Linked DNA regions of Mus musculus: region 1 is linked to region 2. Evidence: chromatin contacts called from public Hi-C data. All regions are on one chromosome and are shown on one strand. Each heading gives the region's core, a stretch centred on a gene start, on an enhancer-like site or on the middle of the called end of the contact. The rest is flanking DNA. Distances are from core to core; before and after follow the strand shown. Region 1 overlaps Btbd9 (BTB (POZ) domain containing 9). Region 2 overlaps Btbd9 (BTB (POZ) domain containing 9).

Evidence for each region. Hi-C and Micro-C count contacts between places; a contact is called where the count stands out from the background.
Region 1: a Hi-C map of muscle stem cells shows a contact between it and region 2, with 1.7 times the contacts expected there. The contact joins two enhancer-like sites. A contact is called at or near these places in 10 of 484 Hi-C or Micro-C datasets (brown adipocytes, cerebellar granule neurons, cortical neurons and 6 more), 2 of 115 datasets of contacts at active chromatin or transcription factors (both in embryonic stem cells) and 2 of 9 other capture datasets (adipose tissue and pancreatic islet).

The regions. Positions count from the first base shown.
Region 1 is chr17:30,229,470-30,233,693 of GRCm38.p6, forward strand. The region is part of intron 9 of Btbd9 (BTB (POZ) domain containing 9); the gene reads right to left. Among named protein-coding and RNA genes, the nearest start is that of Zfand3, 230 kb to the left of the region's middle. Within about 2 kb of position 1,797, at least 4 of the 459 cell types and tissues checked have an H3K27ac peak or open chromatin away from gene starts, as enhancers often do. A contact at or near this core is called in muscle stem cells, where this site is marked.
Region 2 is chr17:30,294,709-30,299,101 of GRCm38.p6, forward strand. The region is part of intron 8 of Btbd9 (BTB (POZ) domain containing 9); the gene reads right to left. Among named protein-coding and RNA genes, the nearest start is that of Btbd9, 280 kb to the right of the region's middle. Within about 2 kb of position 1,978, at least 14 of the 459 cell types and tissues checked have an H3K27ac peak or open chromatin away from gene starts, as enhancers often do. A contact at or near this core is called in muscle stem cells, where this site is marked.

The DNA of each region.
Region 1 (4,224 bases), core at 547-3,046, 65 kb before region 2:
AACCTTTGCAGCTTGCAGATACAGCCCCACAGTCCTTCAGAACTGCCCAGCTCTGGCAGCCTCCAGTGTTTATTTTCTCTTCCCATGAGTGTGTAGTGCTCATGTGCACAGGGAGGTCAGGGGTCTAAGGCCTCTATTGCCGTCCAGTCCACCCTACTGTTGGAGATGTCTTTCGCTGAACCTAGAACTTGCCTTTCAGTGAGACCAGCTAGCTAGTGAGCTCCAGACTCTTGCCTGCCTCCCTGCACAGCAGCATGGAGTTCAGGCATGCACTGCTATGCCTGGCTTTTAAGTGGGTGCTAGGATCCAAGCTTGGCTCCTCAGGGTCACACAGCAAGCACATCACCCATTGACTGTCACCATCATCCCAGCTGCAACCCAGACAGACAGTCTAAAGACAAGTCCTCCTCCTCTGTCTGGGCTGAACTAGCTCCCTAGAAGCCACTAGGCACGCAGGTGGAGCCCTGCTCCTGCCCTCATGGGATGTACTGTGCCTGCAAGCTCCCGTCCTGTCTTCTATCATCCATGTGAGGAGCCCACGGTTGCTGCCGTCCCTCCTCCCACTGTGGAAATGCCAGCTGCTGTGAAGCTGTTTCCTGTAATTGTCTAATTACCAAGCAATACTAGCAAAGGAAATATATGTATCTGCAGTTGGTCTTCCCCACTTGGTTTCAGGTGCTCCATCTTCCTTCTCCCCATGCGCCTCCCACTGAGCCGGATTCACTGCTGCCCGGACACCAGTCCTCTTAAGGTCATTAAAAAGTCATTACCATCCTGTGCACAGAGCCTCTGCCTCTGGAAGCAGGTTTTTGAAAACAGAGTAAGAAAAATTACTCTCTCTGTAAAAACACTATTACTCACACATAAAGACAACTCACCTGCCCTCCCCCCCCCCACGCCTCTCTGCCCTGCTTCCCAGTGTGTGCACGTGTGGGTGTGGGTGTGAGTTCTCACTTTCCTATGGGACACTGCATGTGAGGAGAAGTCTGCATGGCTGTGGGGTCCCACAAGTGTGGCTCTGAGCCTAGCATTTAGGGACTGTGTGAGGCATCAGAACTCTGGCCTCAGCCCTAAAGGAGGTTGGTTGGGTACACGTTCCAGCTGGCCGGGATTGGGACACACAACAGCTGTAGCCTTCATTGGGTCTCATTTGGAGGACAGGGTGGGAGGGGTATTTCTAGCCCTGCGCCTCATTGCTCCAGAGACTTTGGACTTAAAGTAAAGACTGCATGTGAGCCCTCCCAGGCCCCACAGAGCCCAGGATTCCAGGCTTGTAGGCAGGCCCAGTGTCAGACCTGTGCCTCTGCTGGAGCTCCTGAGCGAAAGCCTGTTAAGTGTCCTTGGCAGACAGGTGCCCTCTTCTCTTCATTTCAGCTTCTGCCTGGCCTGGGGCTCTGGGCAGGGCAACGGCTGATCAGGAGGGAGCCAGAGTTTGTGGAGTAATAAGATCAGAAGGTCTCAATTTAATACCAATCCTCCATTACATTGCATTAGTATCTAATCACATTAGACTTCATTTCCACTAACACGGCCTGAGAGTTGAATATATGATCTCATTGCCACCAGAACCAGACACCGATCCAGAGAGCAAAGTGGGAAGAAGCCCACTCAGGGCACTCAGAGATGAGCACCCCACCCCCGCCCTGCACCAGCTTCCAGAGTGTTCCCTAGACTTTGTCAAAATAACTTCCAGTGAATCCCCGAGAGGAAACGGGGGGTTTGGAATGTTACTCGAGCCTTGTTTATAACTGCGGTGTGACCTCAGAGAACACTGCTTGGAGTAAGATCTCATAGAAGCAAAAACCCCAGCACCGTGATGCCAGACCAGCCGAGGCTGGGCCATTCCCATAGGCTTCATGGCCATGATGACACACTGCCTGGGCAGCACATCTCAGGAAGGGACACGATGGCTCCCCTAACCAGAACTAGGTTGATGGGCAGCGATTCTTTCAAACCTCCATCTTGGAGGGAAGTTCTAAGTTCCATCCTCAGGGAAGCTCAAGTTCAGGAAGTAACCGACTCAAAGGCTTCAGGAAATCCCTGAAACTGACCAGATTCAAAGGGTCCTTCCCTCTCTGAGTGTATAAATCAGAAAGGACTGATCAGAGACACTGACTGGAAGACTCAGCTGCCTAGAAGAGGCTCAGATTGCCTCAGCTGTCTGGAAAAGACATTCTCCAGCCTGTTGAGCTGCCCACTGGCTGTGCAGTGAACTCCAGGTTCCCAGCTCTGTGAGCTGGCAACTACTCTGGAGCTGGTGATGCAGCTGTCTTTGAGTCATTTCTGCTCCTGCAGTAACCCCAATAAAACTCATTGGTTCACCATGCTGGCTTTGGTGGTTCCCTGTCCTGGGTGAGGACACATTTGTGACTGCATTATCTAGGCTTGGATGAAGGATCTGAACAGGAGCAATGGGCCAGAAAACAGATGTGGTCTTCACTTGAGATTTATGACCTATCAAAAATCCCAGCCAGGCAGTGGTGGCGCACGCCTTTAATCCCGGCAATTGGGAGGCAGAGGCAGGCGGATTTCTGAGTTCGAAGCCAGCCTGGTCTACAAAGTGAGTTCCAGGACAGCCAGGGCTACACAGAGAAACTCTGTCTCAAAACACCAAAAAAAAAAAAAAAAAAAAAAAAAAAAAAAACAAAAAACCAGAGAGAGAGAACGATTCTCTGCTGCTCTATTGGAGCAGTGATGGTTCAGTGGGTAATGACGCTAAGTCTGCAACTCAGGAAGGGGAGAAAGGACTCCTATAAGCTCTCTTTTGATTTCTACATGCACAAGGGTGTAAGCAACACATGCATATGCACGCACACGAATGCACGGGTGCTCGCGTGCGTGCACACACACACACACACACACACACACACACACACACACACAAGCTTCAGAAAGGAAAGCGATGTTTCCACAGTACTGATTAAACAAGTCAGAAAACAAGAGCTTAAGACAATCTTTCTAAAGCCCCTGCTGAGGAGTGAGGATTACAAACCATCACGGATATCAAGTCGGAGATCTAAAATAGGGCCCAATGAGAGCCCATCAACAGGAGTGACAAGTGTGGGTCACAGCCACTCTGTCACCTGGCTCTGGGACCCACACTTGTCTGGGAGTAAGGCAGTGCTGTGAACCCCATAGAGAGCTGAGGCAGGACAGGATAAGCAAGCTGTGGGATTTCCTGGTCCCCCATTCTCTAGGAGCTTGTATTCTTATGGTGCAACAGACACCAGCTGATCCCAGTTAAAGGCGAACCATTGGCAAAATCCAGCAGTGTGAGAAACCAAGGGGTGCTGCCCAGATGATACAGATGACTAGGGACTCCCTGTAGAGGCAGCTGAGCTCCCACCCTGTATATGTAATGGAGTTGGTCATACCCAGGTCAAAAAGCATCCCAGTAAAAAGCCACCAGGAGGCAGTGATGTGCTGTCCGGGCTGCGTGGCAGGGGTCTCCCAGGGACACAGTAGGCCCTGCCTGGTAACTGTGAACGTGTCCACAGGACCATCTGCAGACAGAACACTTCCAGCTAGCTTTCTCAATGTAAGCTGTTTAAAGGTGAACAATCTGTCAAGCACCAGCAAGAAAAGACTGTACATAAAGGCTGGAGGCAAACAGAGAAGAAAATGACTCAGTGGGTATAGATATGACTTAATCCGTACAACAAAACCGCTATCCTCACAGAAAATAAAGCATGATTCCCCTGAAATAATAAAATGATATGAAGAGAGCTGTTTTGAAACAAGAAAATATTTCTGCAAATTAAGAACACCAGCTGAAATAAATAATTAAACGAAGAGGTTAGAAGACTTAAGTGGAGGAAATTTCTCGGGAATAACAGAGGCAAAGGAAGAGCAGAAGGAAGCAGAACAGGAAAGCCACAATACAGTCAGACGCTCCTGTGAGAGAAGAGGAGAGTCCAGCTGGGGAGGCACGGCAGGCAGGCAGGCAGGCAGGCAGGCAGGCAGGCAGGCAGGGCCCTCCCTGGCACACAGGATGGAGTTGTTCCCCGTAGGCACGTAGTAAGGAACATTCACACCAAAGCTCGCCAGTGTCGCTAGAGAGGGTGACAGCAGGTCAGCTGCAGATGGAATCAGACATCCTGCGTCATAAGATGGGGGGCCCTTCCTTCCCATGCTCACGGAGTAGCCAGTTCCCAGCCAAACTGCCCGGCGAGTATGACAGAAGACAGTCACTTGCATTAACATCTTAAACAAGGTACCTCCATG
Region 2 (4,393 bases), core at 728-3,227:
TACACAGTATCTCCATCAGCAAGCAGGCAGATGATCAGTCTTACACTAAGGTGAAGAGGGACTATAAACTAAGACACAACAGATCTGGTTAGTTATTATGACTCTAGCCTGGGCTTTTTATGTGGTCAGGCCTCTGAAGATTTCCTGTTATTTAAATTTTAATGTTTTTAAAATGGCATGGAAATGATATAATTACTGCTCAATTACCTACTTCTAGGGCACATTCCAGGTAATTTCTCTTTCCCCTAAAAGTGAGTAAGTTCTGGCTGCCTGAGAGCCAGGCAACAAGGACCAGATGCTTCATTTGCTGTCACACAGCCTTGGGGGCGTGTCCTACCAAAGGTAACCCCTGGAAGCTGAAGCAGGAGGCAGAGCAGAGAAGGCACCTCAGGGCCGGCCCTGCTGCCAGGCTCCCAGCTCTTCTTCTCCCATGACAGGCCTGTGATGGGAGTCTGTGATGGGGAGGAGGGGGTCCGGGTGCTGAGTGCAGAGACTGCAACAGAGCTCCTCTTGGCTGTCACCCCCAATCTCCCAGGCCTTGCCTCCTGTTCTCTCCCCTCTCCAGTCCCTGGCACCTTGTCTTCAGTACCTTCCTTGAGTCTCCATGGTGCTTCCTTTACCATCCTTCAGCTCTGCGAACATTCCTTCTCAGAGAACCTTCTCTGACCACCCAGTCTGAAACGCAACTGTCTCTCCCTTCTGTCTCCTCCTCTTCCTCCCCTCCTCCTGACTTCCAAGAGCTTAGCATACTGTAAGCATGCTTGTTTCCTGCTTGTGTCTGTCTGTCCTCAGTGCCAGCTCCAAGAGCATGCAGTGCTTGGCTTCTCCACTCAATGCAGTACTCCTTAGCATCTACCACAGGATATGATCCAAAGAAAAAAAGATGTTTGTTGAATGAATGAAAGAAAATGAAGGGACGGGGGAGTGGAGATCATCTCTCCAGCTGCCCTCCCACGATGTGTCACAGGCACTTACCCATGTCAGGCACACTAACAGGACCAAGCACTCTCTCTGCCAGGAAACCTGGCTCTGCCTGCCTGCCTGCCCAGCCAAAGGGCAAGGAAAGAATGAACGATCTTATCCATAGCACACTACATACCACAAGAAGAATTATGAACATCAACAATGAAGACCTTTGCCTGAGAAGTCCCCAACTGAAAAGAGATGTGTTTTCAAAGCTTATGTGATAGAGGGAGGTGGGTTTCTAGGCTCCCAGCTCTGCAATCTCCTCTCTGTGGAGCACGACTCTGGGCTTGGTAGCACTTGCACTGTGGGTGGCTACAGACACAGTGACTAGGAAAGCCAGTTTGTTATCATGAGCAGTGGAAGCTGTGGGTCAAGTGCTACTGACTAATCAACCCACAGCTGGTCCATTACCCATCCCCAGGGAAAGGGGCCACTGATCTAGTTTCACATCAATAAACGTCTATCTGGGTACATCATCCGCCGTAACTGCAGCCTGCCAAGATACCCAGTGTTGTCCACGGGCATTGGTGGCCAGGAAACCTCCTCCCTTTCCTCTTAATAATGTCACAGAAGAGGCAAATGCAGTCCCTGACAACATAATGTTAGCTTCACCGAGACGTGTCTCTCTGAATGCTTGGCTAGTTAGACAGCACTCCGGTTGAATGGATTTTCTTACTGGAGAAACAATAGCTGGCCTTCAGGAAGTTAGAGGCGCCACACTGTGCTGAGATATACAATTCTGCCTCTGGTTGTGTGCCTGCTCATCATCTCTCCTCTGAGTCAGGAAAAATGAAATTGTTTGCAGGAACCATTTTCATCCCACACTTAGATGAGACCAGGTGGGCCCATTCTGCCTGCCCAGAGCCCTAGTAACACACTTTTCTTGAGAAAGTCAGAATTCACGTCTTTGGTAGCACTGGAGGCCAGGGTGGTCATGCCCCAGGACAAGCCCTTGTTCCTTTGAGCTATCACCATGGCAACCACCTCCTAGGGATCTGCTGGATCTAAAATTGTAAAGTTCCTCCTAAACCTGCTGTAATCCCCTTCTGTCTGGAAGACTACCTCAGGGCACACTCACCCTGTTAAGAGCAAAACTTAACTCTGAGCTGTCTCAGGCCTCATGCAGCAAGCAGGCAAGGCTGGGGGAGTCAACAAGGTAACAATCAACACAGGAGCTCTGCAGCTGGTGGGGGTGCCTGATGGGGACATGGGTGCCTGTGGATGTGCCTTTGGGACATTTTCTTTTCTTTTTTTGTTTTTTGTTTTCTCCGAGACAGGGTTTCTCTGTGTAACCCTGGCTGTCCTGGAACTCACTCTGTAGACCAGGCTGGCCTCGAACTCAGAAATCTGCCTGCCTCTGCCTCCCAAGTGCTGGGATCAAAGGCATGCGCCATCACTGCCCAGTGGGACATTTTCTTAATAACCAAATGACGTGGGAAGGCCATCCCATTGTGGGCAGTACTACCCTTGGGCCAGTGATCTAAGTTGTATAAAAAAGCAGCTGAGCAAGCCATGAGGAGCAAGTCATAGACAGCATCTCTCTGTGGACTCTTCTCCAGTTCCTGCCTCAAGGTTCCTGCCCAGACTTCCCTGGGTGATGCAGTGTGACCCAAGAGTTGGAAGCTGATATTAATCCTTTAATCCCCAGTTGCTCTCAGCCATGGTATTTTATCAGATCAATAGAAACCTCACTAAGTGAGGCGCAGAGGATGATGGGAGGCTGGACCACTATTCCCACAATGGATTCTGGAATAGCCAAGAGGGAGTACAAAGGGAGTAAGATTGTACGTGATGAGATCAACATGATGGGATAGCAAAGGCACAGCCTGACCATAGCAGCTCGGGCGGCCTGAGGACGAGACACCAGAGGCCAGGCTGTAAGAGTCTCTAACAGGGCAGTCCCTGGGGCTTGCCACCCCTGCTTAGGGAAGTGGAGTCAGGAGTGGTGTGGTGGGAAGAGAGGGTCACGTGGCGAAGCGGGTAGAGAAGTGACACTGCAGAGGTTTCACTCGGACACCACCATGGGACACAGGAGACAGAGAGCTCTGGGAGTTCTTAGGAGGCAGCACTGCTGGAACTTCAGGGCAGTGGGGGCAATAAGAGAGGGCAGCAAAGCCAGGGAAGGCCTTGTGGCTTTGGCTTGCTGCAAAGCTGTGTGGAGCCACTGCCCTGACTGCGAATCCTGGGAGAGAGCTGAGGCGAGGTAAGTGGGGCGGGAAGAAAGGACAATGGAATTTCATTTTAGCTGCCTTGGTCTAAGACACATGGACACAGACACTGGGGTGCAGAGGAAGGGTGTCCGGTACTAGGTGAGCAAATGAGATTCAGAAGCCATTAAAGGAGAGTGGACAGAGGTACTAAGTTGCCTGTTTGCTTCCATCTTCATTGGTAAGGAGACTGGCCCTCAAATTAGAAATGGCAGAACAAACATAATAAAGAGAAAATTGAAGTCCCAAATAGGTGAAGTGAGAGAGAGTGTCTAGTCAATTTAAATGATTTCAAGTCTTCTGGCTCAGACGAGTTACACCCCAAGCCTGCTGCAAGAAATTGCAGATGTAATCTCAGAGACACGATTGGTAATCTTCAAGAAACTGTCGGGAAGACAGTGGCAGAAGACAGAAGAGGGACAACTAACTGTTGGCACATTTGTGAGGAGGGACAAACTGTAATGGGAGATGCAGACAGCTTACATCATCCATGACTAAGGTCCTAAAGATGCTAGGTAGACGGCAGGACCACAGTAGTGAGTGCACACAGCTCAGGAAGCGTCAAGAGGATGGCCGTGCGCTCATCCAGCCCGAGAGCTCACCCCTGCCCCACTTCATTTCCTATGGTACTCAGCCTGTGATGCGGCCCTTGATGAAATGGAGTTAGCTGACATGAAGAAATCTAACGGTCTCCATTCAACACATCCAACCCCGGGTCCTTAGCACGTGTGCAGCATTTAGCTGTGGTGGTTGTCCCAAGCGGCAGGAGGCCTGCTTCTGCTGCACTGCCTGACACTGCTCTCCTGTGCTGGCTCCTTCTTCCTACAGACTAAGACAAGAACAGGGAAGAGAAAGCAAGCGTAGAGAAGCACCAGGCGAGGGGCAGTCATGACTGCCAGTGCTCCACCCTCGGCAGACTGAGGTAGACAGGCACGTACTGTTTCCCATGTGAGTTCTTCAGAGGCGCCCTTAGAAACAAGGGTGAGCATGGATGGGGGGGGGGGGAACGATAGAGGATGGTAGGGGAGAGGAGGGGACAGGATGGGAGGGAGAGAGCATGAGAGAAGAGGACAAGAAGATGGAGGACGGGGGGGGGGGGGTAGAAGATGGGCAGAGAGGGGACTCTCTGATGGATGCTGCCAGTATCAGACTTAAAACTAATAAAAATCCCATAAATCAAGCAAAGGTAAAGCTCCTTTTGTAAAATAAAATGGATCAAG